Regions from separate parts of the Mus musculus genome. Here all the other regions are linked to region 4. A link is a contact called in public HiChIP or PLAC-seq and promoter capture Hi-C data. All regions are on one chromosome and are shown on one strand. The core of a region is the stretch at or near the end of the contact, and the rest is flanking DNA. Distances in the headings are between cores, read along the strand shown. Region 1 holds the start of Spag16 (sperm associated antigen 16). Region 2 holds the start of Ikzf2 (IKAROS family zinc finger 2). Region 3 has its middle 20 kb from the start of Gm29822. Region 4 holds the start of Atic (5-aminoimidazole-4-carboxamide ribonucleotide formyltransferase/IMP cyclohydrolase). Region 5 holds the start of Smarcal1 (SWI/SNF related matrix associated, actin dependent regulator of chromatin, subfamily a-like 1).

Evidence for each region. Promoter capture Hi-C pulls out the DNA fragments that hold promoters and counts their contacts. HiChIP or PLAC-seq counts read pairs in DNA pulled down with a chosen protein or histone mark.
Region 1: a promoter capture Hi-C map of embryonic stem cells shows a contact between it and region 4, with 15 times the contacts expected there. The contact joins the promoter of Spag16 here to the promoter of Atic in region 4. A contact is called at or near these places in 7 of 39 promoter capture datasets (the 3T3-L1 cell line, cranial neural crest, embryonic stem cells and 4 more) and 4 of 115 datasets of contacts at active chromatin or transcription factors (astrocytes, embryonic forebrain, large pre-B cells and 1 more).
Region 2: an H3K4me3 HiChIP or PLAC-seq map of pro-B cells shows a contact between it and region 4, with 5 times the contacts expected there. The contact joins the promoter of Ikzf2 here to the promoter of Atic in region 4. A contact is called at or near these places in 4 of 39 promoter capture datasets (the 3T3-L1 cell line, cranial neural crest, hippocampal neurons and 1 more), 2 of 484 Hi-C or Micro-C datasets (CD4 T cells and muscle stem cells), 3 of 115 datasets of contacts at active chromatin or transcription factors (astrocytes, pro-B cells and stem cell-derived neural progenitor cells) and 1 of 9 other capture datasets (adipose tissue).
Region 3: a promoter capture Hi-C map of second pharyngeal arch cranial neural crest shows a contact between it and region 4. The contact joins the enhancer-like site here to the promoter of Atic in region 4. A contact is called at or near these places in 6 of 39 promoter capture datasets (cranial neural crest, frontonasal cranial neural crest, hippocampal neurons and 3 more) and 2 of 115 datasets of contacts at active chromatin or transcription factors (embryonic forebrain and stem cell-derived neural progenitor cells).
Region 5: a contact with region 4 is called in a promoter capture Hi-C map of pre-B cells, with 4 times the contacts expected there. The contact joins the promoter of Smarcal1 here to the promoter of Atic in region 4. A contact is called at or near these places in 3 of 39 promoter capture datasets (the HPC-7 cell line, neutrophils and pre-B cells), 6 of 484 Hi-C or Micro-C datasets (B cells, CD4 T cells, CD8 T cells and 3 more), 3 of 115 datasets of contacts at active chromatin or transcription factors (astrocytes, bone marrow-derived dendritic cells and pancreatic cancer cells) and 1 of 9 other capture datasets (liver).

Annotation. Positions count from the first base shown.
Region 1 is chr1:69,825,648-69,828,384 of GRCm38.p6, reverse strand. It overlaps Spag16 (sperm associated antigen 16), which reads right to left and starts at 1,415. Exons shown (of 17, transcript NM_029160.3): 1 at 1,264-1,415. The coding sequence starts at 1,381.
Region 2 is chr1:69,684,539-69,687,331 of GRCm38.p6, reverse strand. It overlaps Ikzf2 (IKAROS family zinc finger 2), which reads left to right and starts at 1,372. Exons shown (of 8, transcript NM_011770.4): 1 at 1,372-1,638.
Region 3 is chr1:69,766,186-69,769,158 of GRCm38.p6, reverse strand. No RefSeq gene overlaps it. Among named protein-coding and RNA genes, the nearest start is that of Gm29822, 20 kb to the left of the region's middle. Within about 2 kb of position 1,323, at least 24 of the 459 cell types and tissues checked have an H3K27ac peak or open chromatin away from gene starts, as enhancers often do. A contact at or near this core is called in second pharyngeal arch cranial neural crest, where this site is marked.
Region 4 is chr1:71,555,777-71,558,657 of GRCm38.p6, reverse strand. Atic (5-aminoimidazole-4-carboxamide ribonucleotide formyltransferase/IMP cyclohydrolase) reads right to left here and starts at 1,502. Exons shown (of 16, transcript NM_026195.3): 1 at 1,384-1,502; 2 at 1,035-1,161. The coding sequence starts at 1,402.
Region 5 is chr1:72,581,648-72,584,660 of GRCm38.p6, reverse strand. Smarcal1 (SWI/SNF related matrix associated, actin dependent regulator of chromatin, subfamily a-like 1) reads right to left here and starts at 1,410. Exons shown (of 17, transcript NM_018817.2): 1 at 1,223-1,410.

The sequences.
Region 1 (2,737 bases), core at 166-2,665, 1.7 Mb after region 4:
ACATGATTTTTTTAAACTTTAAAGTGAACATTCTGAAACAGATTATAAAGATTCATTTATGACACTAAGGCAGCCCACATTTTTTCAAATTGATTTCAAGACTTAACTCCTATAAAAATAATTTTTATCCAATATAATACTACATATTTTCTGCTTAACTGAGCCTGTTAAAGCTCCCAAAATGAATCACTGCTGGATCTATGAGATCTTGAATTTAAAAACAAGATACTAAACCGGCCATGGTGGCGCATGCCTTTAATCCCAGCAGAAGCAGAGGCAGGCGGATTTCTGAGTTCGAGGCCAGCCTGGTCTACAAAGTAAGTTTCAGGACAGCTAGGGCTACACAGAGAAACCCTGTCTCAAAACAAAACAAAACAAAACACAACAAAACAAAAACAAAACCAATCCAAACAAAACAAACAAACAACAAAAACCCATACTATAACTATTCCAATAATAATAGTAATAGATTTTTTTACTGTCTTTAACATCTTTATAGATAGCCATTTTTCATTTATCTATTGTATGTATGTGGCTCTTATTTTCAAACACTGAGCATTAATCCAGAATTTCCTATCTAGAGAAGAGAAGGCTAAAGACTTACAAAAGAGTTAATGAACCTAATTATACATATAAAATTATTCGTTTTTTTTTTCTGGTACCTACATTCATAACTGCTCATCATGATCTGTTGCTTTTTTCCAAGCATTTGCCTGCTCATTCCACACACATTTATTAGCCCAATGTGGGGGGGGCGGCAGGGTATTACAGTGCTACCACTTAACAGCCAAAACCGAAAGAAACTACAGAGGAAGGTAGGCAACCCTATGGAGAGACCTGGTACAAGACCACAGGGTGCCCAAAGGTACATACAGATCTCCCTTAATATGTCAGTATCTGATGGAAGTTATTAAGAAGGTATGCTGAGGGTGTGTGTGTGTGTGTGTGTGTGTGTGTGTGTGTACCATTCATCAGAGAGTTGGAAGAGTTTTTGTGCCACCTTCATGCCAATTGCCTCCATCCTACAAGTCAGGGTGTAAATTACAAGGTCCTGGAAGGCTTCCCTACTCTGCTCATGACTGTAACCACAGATGAGCCTACACTCCTAAAATGGCTTCTGCTGGGACAGAGCTGGGCTGGCAAGGACTCCACCTGGAGGTCCCATGGACACTCCATCAATGGCGTCCACAGACGCCCCGACAGGAAGCCCCTACGCAGGCCCCGTCAGTCACCAGCCCGCCCGGGAGGCCACCAGAAGGATACGCTCCAGGTAGTAGGCGCCCTCGGAGGTCACCGCCTCTGTCACCTCGCCGGTGGGTGACAAGCCAATGCCCAGCTCCTCCAGCACCCGCAGCGGCGGGACCCCAGACGGAGCAGCCATGCTTGCAACTGCGCCCCTCGGTGCCCCTCCGACTGGCGTCGCGACTCTCGCGAGAACCCGGGACCCCTCACCCCGACCAGCGGGGCACCAAAAGGCCCCGGTCAAGCCCTCTGCGCGTCCGCAGTTACTACGGCAACGCGTTGCCTAGTTACCCCAGACGCCCCAGGAAGCTTGGACTGCAGACCTGAAGCCCAGAACCAGGGACTCATATTACATTTACACAAGCTACTTGTTTGGGTGTTTTTGTTTTCATTTTGTTTGCTTGCTTGCTTGCTTGCTTGCTTGCTTGCTTGCTTGCTTGCTTGCTTGCTTGCTTGCCTGCTTTAACGCCATTCTTTTCGGCTTCCTTTTTCTTCATTGCTTTCCTTTACTCTTTGTTTATCACATGCCAAAGTCGGTCCTCAATTTTTAGATGTGTAGAGAACCTCAAATATTTCTGGGGAAGGGAAGACTTAAGAAAAGGTGGGATACTTGTCTCTGTATTTCTAGAAGAAGTGGGGAAAGTTCTAGGAACCATTTTTGAGGAGCTCCTTAAACCCCTAGCAATGAAAAGTAGGGGTGCTCACCTTTATTACATCCTTTCTAGCAATCTTTTAATTCTTTTATGTGGACATCTGTTTGGACCGCGGCTTCCTACACACGGACTTGGAATAGTCCCAGTCGTATCAAATTATACCATTGATTTTTGCTGAGGTAAACTCACATCCATAAAAAATTATGAGCTACCTATGACCCTAACATAAAGTCTAATAGGTGATATTTGGGATAGGGCATGTAGTTAAGAACTAATGAGCTACCTCAGAGGGAAGGGAGCAGGGAAGAAGGGCAGGGAGGAGATGGAAAGGGGAAAGAGAAGGAATAGCGAGGAGGACAAGAAGGAGGGGGCAGGAGAGAACTGACTAATTTGTCCAATCATGTGTCTCATTGCTGTGATAGAAACTTCTGGTTTATATAGTGTATATACATAGGCATCATTAAGACCATCTTTCAGATTCTTTTTCTTTTTTAATTCTACATTCCTTAATGAACTCTGGTTGATAATTAAATAAAAGCTCACGTTTATTTAATTAAAAAAAAAATACTGGTAACTTCTAGAGGGGTGACTAAGAACCTGAAGGTTGGAATCCGTTTGCATTACTTCCTGTCTACAGCCACACCTAGGCCCGAGGATAATGTCACCTGCCTCAAGTGTTGTTATTAGCTATAAATCACCAGAGCATTAGCCACCTATTCAGAGCATACAGAGATAAGGAATATGAGCTGCTTCCATTACACTTGGTTTTGCGTCTTAGAATAAAGGTCACAATGGTATCTGAAGAGTTCAAGAGTTTGCTCACAGCAAACGTTCTGAGTGCC
Region 2 (2,793 bases), core at 123-2,622, 1.9 Mb after region 4:
GCGTCTGCGCGAGCCCGGCCGGCGGGGGAGATGTGCTCGGGCTCCGCCGGATCGGTTTCTCGGGGTTTGACCAGCTGTCCCGGGCTAACCCTGCTCCTCGCTGAAGATGGAGGAAGTAAAAACAGGATTACCCTTAGCTACAGATCCACTGCCTTAGTTTCCACCACCAACTGCAGTGCACAAACACACGTTAGGCACAGGAAAGAAAGAAAGAGAGAGAGGGAGAGGACACACTAACAGTAAACACAAACAAAAGGGTGATGGGATTATTTTACTGCATGCACTGCTGAGGTAAATCTCCGCTTGGCTTTTTGCGTGGGGAAGAACAGCTCTTGTTTTATTTGTCTTCTGATTCATAGATTATCTATCAATTTGTGTATGGTTTGCAAAGGGGTTGGGGAGGGGGAGTGTTTTCAAAGTTAAGTGTAATGATATGGAATCTTGTTTAACAGTGTGGTGTGATCGAATGACTTGTTGCTGTTAACCAGGGATAATAATAATATAGACGCTTTTCTTTGGGGAGGGATGGGTTGTGGCTCTGATTAGGGAAATGATCTCTGTTAAGGACGCTCAGGGAATTTCGTTGAAGATGATGTCCTTTGCCTTAATGTATCGTCCCCTCCTTGTAATCTGCTTCTGGGATGTTAATGGACTAATCAGTTCTCATCTTTATAGCTGTCATGGATTTGGACTTGTTTTTGCTTTGTTTTAACTTGAATTCCAAGAAGAAAGATTGGATAACCTGGCATAGATTGCAGCTGTCTGGATAGAGGCTATTATACTGTTGAGATTGAAAACAAAACAAAACAAAAATAATAATAAAAATCTGGTGTGACACATGTATAACAGCAACAGTTAAATCGCTTTGACAGGTTCTGGTATGGACGAAGGAGATGGAATGAAGATTTAATTTCTTTTTCTTTTTCTTTTTTTCCTATTTTGCCAGAGGCCACAAAACAGTCCTGTGAAGTTGGCCTAGGTTCCTTGCTGGGTTCTGCCTGACTGTCCCTCCCCTCGTACCCCCCCTCCCCTTTTTCTTTCAGTTTTCTTGTCTTAGCTTTTGGTCGATTCTTAAGGAACCGGTGGATCAAGTTTTTTCTCTTCTCGTTAATCGCATTGCTGTAGCACTGACCTCTCTCTCTTTCTCTCCCTCCCTCCCTGTCTTTTTTTTTTTTTTTTTTTTTTTCCTCTTTCCTGAAAGTACGTGGTGCCATTCCTGAGTGACTTTTCCTACTAGACCATCCCAAAGGGACGAGGGGGCGGGGGCGGGGGAGGAGGAGGACGAGGAGGAGGAGAAGGAGGAGGAGGAGGAGGAGGTTGGGGGGGAGTGTTCCTTCTCTCTCATTTCTTGGTTTTGTTTATCAGCCGATCTGTTTGCTGGATTCGGTCTTGGAATGACCCACCTGTAAAGTGCTTTCCCTCCTCCTCGGCTTCAACTCTGCAGGGGGCTTTGCCTGGAGGGGGCAGGGAGGGAAGGGGGGGGGGACACAAAAAACTTCTTTCTTTCTTTCTTTCTTTCTCCGTTTCTCTTCAGCCCGACATTGTCACCTCCTCCTTGAGGGGTTAGAAGAAGCTGGGAGCTCCCGACAGAGCTGGAAATGGTGATGACTGTTTTTTAATCAGAGGACAATTTCTTTTGTATGTACATTTTGTTTCTCTTTCTCCTTTTTCTTCCTTTTTCTTCCTTTTCCTTCACTGAGGGTTTAATAACCCTTTCACTGTTGGCGCAGACTTCTTTTGCTTCTAACTGACGCTTCTTTTTAGTATGTGTGTTAAATGTGTACATTTTTAAAGAGATAGACTCATTTGTAAGCTCTCGGTAGAAACTGCTCCCCTTTAAAACTTTCCGGGTCCCTTTCTTTCAAACCTTACGTAACCTAATTGAAAGAATTTGATAAGAGTAGAGCAGGTCGGAATTTAACTGCTATGTAGTGACTGGGAATTTGATCTGATTATTCCATAAAGAAAGAAAGAAAAGTTTTTGGGGGGCGGGAGGGGGGTAGGGAGGCTGGTGGTGAAGGGGAGGGGAGGGAGAAGGGAAGTGGTTTTGGAGACAAGAAGTGAAGCTGCCTGTTTTCCAGTAAGTAATGGAGAAATTCCAGGAGCTAGGGCTAAATATACTTGGCGATCAATACAGAAATGGCTCATTGTGAATAATTTAGCTGCTGGTGCTTTGAGAGTTTTGAAACTAAAGGCAAAAAGGACCTGGGCCAAAGGGGGGAAAAATAAGTAAAAATCTTTTTCAGGACTTGTCAATTCTGTAACTTTTTCCCTCAAAGAATACAGTTAGATTATCGATCTTCTTATGATGTGAATCAAAGCTAGGGGGTGTTGTCTCATGCAATTTACTTTTGTTTCTGGGGATACAAAAGTATTTGTGTTATTGATGCATGAAAATCATTCCTCACACTTGGGGAGAGGAAAATCCTCCCCTCCCCTCGTGCACAGCCAAAAGTTTCTGACTTGTTGGAACTCCGAATGTCTCAAGTAGGCTTGGCATTGTCTCCGGCCATAGTCTGGCAGGAAATTAGGGTACGTGGAACAGGTGCTCACACAGGATTTGGGGTGGGCTAAAACGTCAGTACAAGCCAGAGTTGGCCAACTGCCGCAAAAGTCTTTGGGATACAGTCTAGTACTAAGTAGTTTTGTTTTGTTTTGTTTTCTTATGTTTTGTTTGTTCTCTGTGCCCCCCCCCCCCCCCCATTAGAACATGATGAACCAACTTGCAACAATTGTGAATAGAGCTGTCTGTATACTAGGGAAGTACTCAAACTGCAGGGCGATTGTGGGAAG
Region 3 (2,973 bases), core at 74-2,573, 1.8 Mb after region 4:
TTTTCTTTTTCCTCTTTCATTTTTGGAGGAGGGTGTGCTCTGTGGGACAGAAGACAGTTTAAAGCGACATTACAGCCCTGGATGAACAAAGAAGCCACTGACCGCAGCTGATGAGCGTGCTCTGGTGAGCAGAGGTTTGCAAGGCTCCTCAGCGGAGGGGAGGTTTCTAACGGTCTCCTGCTGACTTCAAATGTGTTCACAGCCTACACGCAGCAGCCACAGTGGAAACTTACCAGTGTGATAATAATCACTTTGACTGAGACTGTGGTGCGGACCCTCTTCCCCCAACCAGAAATCCCCCAACTAAAGGCGTCACCCCCTGAGGAGACACGAAGATGTAAAGACGCAAAAACAGGTGTGCTTTCCTCTGACATTCAGAAAAAGTGGGTATGTTAGGTCGTTTGCTCTCATATGCTCAAGAGTGCAAAAATTAGCAGGAATGAGCACAGAGCTCTGTGAGCTTTATGCATCCATGTGGAAGTATCTTAAAGCACGCATTGAGGTCATTTTGAAGTACAGTCTTGGAATAGGGCCCAAGTGGAAATTCATAGCCATTACCTCAGAAACAAGAAGTCTGGGATAGAGCTAGAACCCTTTTTTTGCTCGTGTTACCATCAGCGCACACACACACACACACACACACACACACACACACGCTTTGAAAACCTCTTCTTATAATTACTTTGGACAATTTCACCAGGTGAAGATGAACTGTGCTCTTGTGTTGTAGAAATGACGTACATGACAAAATGTCCTCTAGGATCAGCATCTCAAGCAAGGTCAGGTCACACAAGTAATCAAGTCGTTTTTAATTAAATTCAATGTTTTTATCTCTTTATAGAGCACAGAATACTCAGCCCTGTCTTGGCCATGTTTTCCACAACAGCCCGCTGAGGTCGGCATAACACTTAAAATGGTGTGGCGCTATAAGGTGTCCTTATATTACTTGAATTTACAAAGAATATGTAAGTAAATCAGAAAATATCCAAGTCATAGAAGATACTGAATATCACAAGTGTAGTTTTTCTGTATTTAACCAAGAGTCAAGTTCTTTGCAGTAAGGAAAACTCACAGGACATTCGGGAGGAAAGAACACAAGAGAAACTCTATTTCCCACACAGGCAGAGCGGGAGGTTCCCCCTATGGAGGTATATGCATTATTCATTCTTTTTCATGTCCTTATCTTGTGTACCAGTCAGAAGACTGGCAAACAAAAATCCTAAGAAATCAATAGCACGTTCTCTCTACAACTGGAACTGCTGCTGCCAGAAAAAGGTTAACCTTCCCTTCAGAATTAGAACCTCTGTGAATGCAAAGAAGGACAGCTTAATGAGAAACACATTTACATTGCCTGGAGATGGTTTTCAGTATGTTTTCCCCCAGAGCAGGTTATAGTTAACAGAGGACAGAGGATAAAGCCATGGCACATACAAGCATGATATGTGTTTAGATTTAATTTTCCACAAGTAACTAAAATATCCTGATTATGGCATATGGGAATCAAGTATAATAGTAATAATAATAAATAATAATAATGATGATAATAATAACAGATGGATAGATACTAGATAGTTAGATGATAGATACATAGATGATATATAAATAGATACATAAAGGAAGATCGATAGATAATAGATTAGATCCATCCATAGATAGATAGATAGATAGATAGATAGATAGACAGACAGACAGATAGTAGACAGACAAACAATAGATAAAACCTGGGAATGTCACTCAGCATGCTTACTTGGGATACCCAAGGCACTGGCTTACTCTCCAGATTAGAAAAAGTTACAAATAAAAGAGCTGGTAGCAGAATGACTTAAAAATCTCTACCATAATTCCAAAATTAAGAATTCAGACTACTTGCCTCAATTTAATTATCTTATGTGACAGTCAGTTTGTGCCCTTACATCATATTGATTGAATTTGTGGCAGTTCCAGCCTTGTGCTGCTAAGGCACAGCAAAGTGGCTGTTTTCTAGAGTGGATGTTTTACAATAATCTTTAATTTATATACATGACATTGTGATAAGGAACCAAAATTATCCATAGGAATGTACACTCTAACTAAGCAGTTGAATGTCATTTTTTGTTTATAATCACAAAGAAACCTGAAATTTTCCATCACTGAATGCTTTTCTTACTAAAACGGTATGATAACATGAACTCTACTGTACTTATTCCTATTATTTACTTCAATAGTACTCAGGAGTATACAGACGCCACACCCTCACCAAAATTCCTCCAAGCAGGAGGGGAAGAGTTAAATCTATATGTACATATGAAAACGGAGGCATGCACATATTAATAAGTTAACAGGAGTCTGCAGCTAGGCCAGGAATAGAATCCAGGTTACATATTTTTAGACAAGTGCTTCTTTAATTTTCACACACAATATGATACTTACCCATATGTTTTAAAAGGACACAGCTTTCAGCAACCGGAGTAGTAAGGAAGCAAATTTGAATAACCCTAGAACAGAATACAAATCTTCATGGCACCAGTGTAAGGGACTTGCAGTCTTCTCCTCACACTACTCTGGCATTCCTGAATTTCCTCTCCTCCCTAAGCTCCCTTCTCCACTTCCTCTTCTTCTAAGGAAACTTCTAGCTCTCCAGGACATAACAGCAATGATACCAGCTGCCATCACGGTCCAGATACCCTGGTAAGCACTTGACACAAACTGTGTGTCATGTGAGGTTTGCAACAATTCTATACAAGAAATGTTATGCCCAATGTATAGATAAAGAAACTGAGGCTTTTAGATTTAGCAAATGAAAACATGAGTTCTTTCAATGTTTCCCTGGGGGTATTGAACAAGCTTATATTGCAGCTTTTATTGTTTGTGTTAGGTTTTACTCCAAGTTCCTCAACAACAACAAAAAAGCAGGGGGAGAAGGTAACTAAGTGGTGACCATTGGTTTCCCTTCCGATGCACAAGCTAGGGGGTCTGAGAGTCAGTTGTATTTAA
Region 4 (2,881 bases), core at 253-2,752:
CAGGACATAGTTCTAATTTCTAAAAGATATCCATACTCCAACTCACTCAAGGAGGAAGAGGCAGGAGGATCACAAGTTCAAGGCCAGCCTGGGCAACCTACAGAGACCCTGGCTCTAAGTTTTAAAAGTTTCTGAAGCAAAGCATAAAAAATGAACTAGGGATACAGCTCAGGAGTGGACTGGACATTGGGGTCAGTCTTCCATACCACCAAAAGAATACGAGAAGGCGTAACGGGGCAAGCAAATACTGGGCAGTGGCGTGGAAATATGAATGACCATCTGAGAAACATTTAAACTAGGCGATAGACAATGCAAGAACTCCTCGTACTTCATCGTAAATGCCACAGCAACAATGGCCTACCCATACCAGCTCCACAGTAACTCAACTGCACCTCACAGGAGCCTACTTGTCTGCTGTCCCTGATGCTCCGGACTCCCATAAGTCACAAGAGAATCCACTGAAGACATTTACTAAGTAAAGGCATTCTTGCTGTCTGAAGCTGTCAAATGTACAGGGGTTATGTACTGCTTACACAAACAAGAGTTATGAAGAGGTGAATAATTTACCTCTATAGGGATTCTCCACAAACCAAGAGTTATAATGGCAATGAAAACAGCCAGGGAACTAAGGTCTTTTTCCTTTTCTACCTTCCAGACCTTCAGGGTCATCTCCTGACATCTCTTGTCAAACCCTTCCCACTGTTAGTCAGGAGATGAGTGTGATCGAGCCACTGGTACTTTCTGATGGGTGAGGCTATGAAGAGGGAGATACAGATCTTCAAAGATGTTACAGTCTAACTGTGCAACCAGTCAAAGCCAGGCCATGGAACCTGAACATTCGTGTTTATTCTGCATAACACATGGCCCTCCGAAGTTAATTTGTTTGCAAACAGTGGCTGGGTGCTAGGACTCTAAAACTCAAGGCTCCCTAGTTCTAACCTAACTTCTCCCTGTGTTTTGTCAGTTTTTTGCATGGCTTTCTGGTGAATATGGTCACAACGTTTTTCTCCCTTTAACGCTACCTACTGCCTTACCTGACTGCCAGGCCAGCATCCCTGATCGCTTTTGCCGTGCCTCCGGAAGCGACCAGACTCAAACCAAGAGACGCGAGACTTCTGGCAAATTCCACGAGGCCAGTTTTGTCAGACACACTGAACAGGGCTGAAAGAGAAGGCAGTTCTCATTACTCGCGGCTTCTGGCACCGAGATCTCCCGGGGAGGACTCCTGGGAAGGGGACTCATGCAACTGCAGGCCCAGGGCCCAGCACTGGGGACACCCAGCCTGCAGGCCGGGCCCGGGGCCTCCCCAGCTCGGCCAGCGGCATGAGTGGGTGGCGGGGATGGTGCAGGCAGGACCCCTATGATGCATCGCGAGGGCCTCACCAAGCTGAGACGGAGCCATGCTGCGTTGGGTCGCGGAGTCAAGGGACGGACAGGCCACGTGCGTAGGCAGGCAGGCCGGACCCCGCGGTTCAGGAAGCAGTGGGCAGGGCGTGTCGACCCCACGTGACCCCGAGGTCCCGCCCCTCCTCCAGTGAGCTGCAGCCTAGGGTGGAAGGCGCCGCTGGGCGGGGCGGCTGCTAACTCCGGAGCCTGGGATCTGTAGCCGCGGGCTTCCTCTTTCCGAACCCAGATCTGGGCGTGGGGACTCGCGGTTCGCGCGCATCTGGGGTGCTGCTGCTGAGGTCCCGGGAGGTGGGGCCGCGGCGGCTGGAGCACTGATTGGGGGAAACTAGCGAGAGGACTAAACAGACCCTGTCTGACGATGTCAGAAAGGATTAGAGAAGCCTTCTGCTATGGTCTCCCTTTTACAGGTCTGGGAGACCTACGCATGAAGTCATTGCCTCCACAGTTGAGAGCCCCAAAGAAGTAAAATGACCGTCATTTGAAGTTTTTCATACCACATTATAAAATGGCCTGGAATTTACATCAAGATCACCATGTGTAAAATGCTCTTTTCCTTCAAGCCCAGGTGGCAGGAGTAAAGGTTTCAAGACTTAAGTTATTAAAAATAGGAATAGCAAAATTGAGCTCATCTGCTTCTTTTTAATAAAAGTGACACCTTTGGCACAAAATAAACATATCTTGCTGTATACACAGCCCTATTTTTTTTTTTTTTCCGAGACAGGGTTTCTCTATGTATTCCTGGCTGTCCTGGAACTCACTCTGTAACCAGGCTGGCTTCGAACTCAGAAATCAGCCTGCCTCTGCCTCCCAAGTGCTGGGATTAAAGGCATGTGCCACCACTGCCCGGCTAACAGCCCTATTTTTAACATTAATGTTTAGAATTAATTTTTTGATTATGTTTTCTTTTGTAATGTTCTTTAATACAATTCCAAAAAAGAACTTAAAAATTCTATAAAGGAGCCTAAAATTGTACAATTCTATAGAAAGCTTAGCTTTTTATTTCCAGTCTAGTCTCCCAATCTGTGCAAAGTCCATTTTCCTATTATTTGGATGCTAGTCTGCTTCTTGTCTTTCCTCTCTAATAGTCCAATCTCTTTTTCCTTCTCCAAATATCTATTGATCAAATATCTATCTCATTTTTCTGACCTCAGAACGTGTTAACTCCTTGCTCTGAACACCTCTCATGTTTCTAAGGAAGATATATTAGGATCATGAGAGTGTCTTCAGGATGTGTTCACAACTTTCAATGTACAGAGGTGAACAAGGTTCAGAAAGATCATTGCAAGTTTGGAGCTAGTTTGGTCCACACTTTAAGTCCCATACCTGCCAAAGAAACAGCAAGACCTTGTCTCAAAAATGTTAAACAAACAACAAAAGGTGACAGATATTAGAATAATTAGTTCCACGCATATAAGATTGTAATCAGCCTTTAGTTAGCTACTATAAGAGGGTATGAAATAGTCAAAATTCAGGA
Region 5 (3,013 bases), core at 161-2,660, 1.0 Mb before region 4:
TTGACACATTCCCTCTGGCTGGAATACAGATATGCCTTTAGTACTCACCTTTGACTCCAAAACAATGAAGGTAAAGTTAGTTTGTAGGAGAAAGCACCCATGTTGAAAACGATGTCTAATTGAGTGGCAGACAAAGTGACGAGAATCAGAAAGATTTGACAGAATAGGATATGCCCAACTCTCATGAGGAACGGGAAGCCACTTAAGGGAGAGACAGACAGTGCAGGAGGAGAGAGTACAGCACAGGATACGGTAGAGTTGAGAGAAAGAGTAGAGCAGCAGAGAGGGAGGCGGAGGCAGTTTTACCGGGAGAGCTTTACAGAGACAGGCTGAAGAAAGAACAGGTCAGACACAGGTAAAGATAGAATGAGCAAGAGAATGAGAAGGAGCCAGAAGATTAGAACCAGATTCCTAGAGTTTGAGACCAAACAGAGCAATTCAGAGGCGGAGAGAAAAGCCAGACTGAATCAGTCAGCTGGGGAAAGAAGTCTGAGCCAGAACAGCTGAGTTGAACCAGCCAGCTAGAGTTCAGAAAAAACACGAAAGGGTGAGTTTATTCAGCAGCAAGTCTCAAGGGGCTGAAAACATTCAAGGCCCAGATCAGAATATAAGGAGGCTAGAAGCTTCCAGGACTAGGCCTAGGTTAGCAGATGGAGGCAGTGAGCCTCCCAGACAACTACAACAGGATAAAAGTTACTTTTATATTATAATGATTGTAACATAGGAAATACTCCAGTAGCACCGCCAGCCGTCAAAGAAAGCTCTAGACTCTTGACTTCAGAGGGTTTACATTTTAATCCTTGCTAAGACTCCCTTTAGACAAAGCACCCCAAAACATCTCCTCTCACAGATGTTACACTCAAGCCTGCCAGCCAGCAGCAATGAAAACTCTCAGCCTTGTATTCAACTAGGGTTATACCTACCAAGGCCTAGTATGCTGACTGACCCAGTTGGGGAGATGAGACCACGGAATGAGAGGTCCAACTAATAAACCATAAACCACAAATGCACACCACCACATAGACATTCCTCTTTGCTGAGACCTGGGCTTCCCTTCCCTTCCTGTGCACATCCTGGGTGCCTGAGAAAAGGGGACGCCCCGCCCCACTTTGCCTCTAGCATTTCCACTTGGATCTTCCCGTCCCCACTGCTCCCTCCTCTTGCCGTATTTGGTCTCGTCCGTCTCCAATGCTGCTACCTCCTTCGCAGCCCACTTTCTTACCTAGCGAGGCCAGTAAGGTGAGGCACCTTAGCAGAACAGCCCTAGACCAGGAGCGTCTTTCAGAGCCTTGCCTAGGCAGTTTTCGCTTCTGGTTGGACTGTTAGAGGAACTAGAATTCAAGCGCTACAATTTCACCCATCTTGGAGCGGGCCATTGGCATTTGAATGGCTCGGCCACCGTCGAACTACATTTCCCAACAGCCAGTACGGCCGCAGATCCCGGTCATAAATTGTGGGTGATAGTACACTTGGTGTAGGGCCTTCTGGGGTTTGTAGTTTGAATCGGAAAGCCTGCCCATTGGAGGTTGGTGAATTTGAGAGGCGTAACGTTGTGGGCGGGTCAAGGTGTGGTGCACCCTGGGAGTTGTAGCTCTCAGTTTCTCCAAACATTTAATCAGGCGTAAGGAAGGCTGAGCGTTCAGTGTCAGGGGTGTCTCCAGACATGTCAGACAGCCAGATTGATTTGATACTTAATAAAGATTTTCCTGGCACACCCGTTTCTAATAGTGCCGTCCTTATAAGCCCCAGCCGCTGCTGAGTATCTGCTTTCCTAGACCAAAGAGGAATTGAAATTTTTAGAGCCTCCATCAGTCAGCGTGCTGATCATTAATAGGAACTTAAGTTAATCCGAACTACAACCTATGAAACATAGACAGTAACTCATGTAACCCAGACTTGTCTAAGAACTCACCCTGTACCAGAGGATGTCTTTCCTGCCTCCACCTCCTACAGACTTGCACCATCATAAGATTATTATTATATCTTTTTTTTTTTTTCCTCAAAAGGCAGGATCTTAACATGTATCATTGGCCTAAAACTGACAGAGATCCTTCTCTGGAGTGCGATTAAAGTTGTGCACCACACACCCAGCTCCATTATCCTCATTTTATAAATGAGAAAACGGAACTAGGACTGGTCCACAATTTTCTCCAGGCTGTATTTAGCTACTTTGTTATTCTGATTCCAAAGCCCTCCCATCTATCAGATACTATCAAGGTTACTTGACTCCATTTCTGAGCACAGCATTCTTTCTGTCCTCCAATGGTTGAATATAATATTCTTCTATCATCAGCGTACACGGAAAGGTTGAAACGATTCTGTTTTCAAACAGAGCTCATTGCAAAGAGATAGATCTCTGAATACAGAGTTAATTGGGGAAATGACCAGACATTTAGGGAAATGTGATGTGTTTTTTAATAAGAAGAGACGATGAGGTGGACTGCAGTAAGATATCATGAACACAGGAGCTATCAAAATAGCAGCCCACAACAGGAGGAAGAGGAATGTTGCTAGTGTTGGCTATTCATGCCAACTCAAGGGGCAGGGGAAGGCTTTCAGTGCCTGAACTCTTGTAAAAGTATACTTTGTAAAGGTTATAAACCCTCAAGGCACACAAGTGGCCAGGCTCTGCCCTGCAGATGTCACTAGTGGTTGTACCAGTGTAGCTGGAGAGGGTTCAAGCCCCACCCTACAAGGAAAAAAAAATCCCACCAATCCTTGAGTCCCAGGCCACTCTGGAAATCCCACCCACCCTCTAGAAATCCTATATAAACCCTGCATTCTGCCCAGTCCTTTGCTGCTTCTCACTGGAGCAGAGGCAGCTGCCCTCCTGAGTTCCCACCTTCCAAGAAGTCTATTGTGGCAAGTTTGTTGTGTGGTGTGACTCTGTGGTATTCCCAACTGCCAGGATTCCTTTCCCTTCAGAGCTGTAACATTTTGGACAGAGCAGAGCTTTGGCAAAACACTTTGCCTGGAGAACTATCCCCTTCTGGAGCAGAGCTATAACACTTGC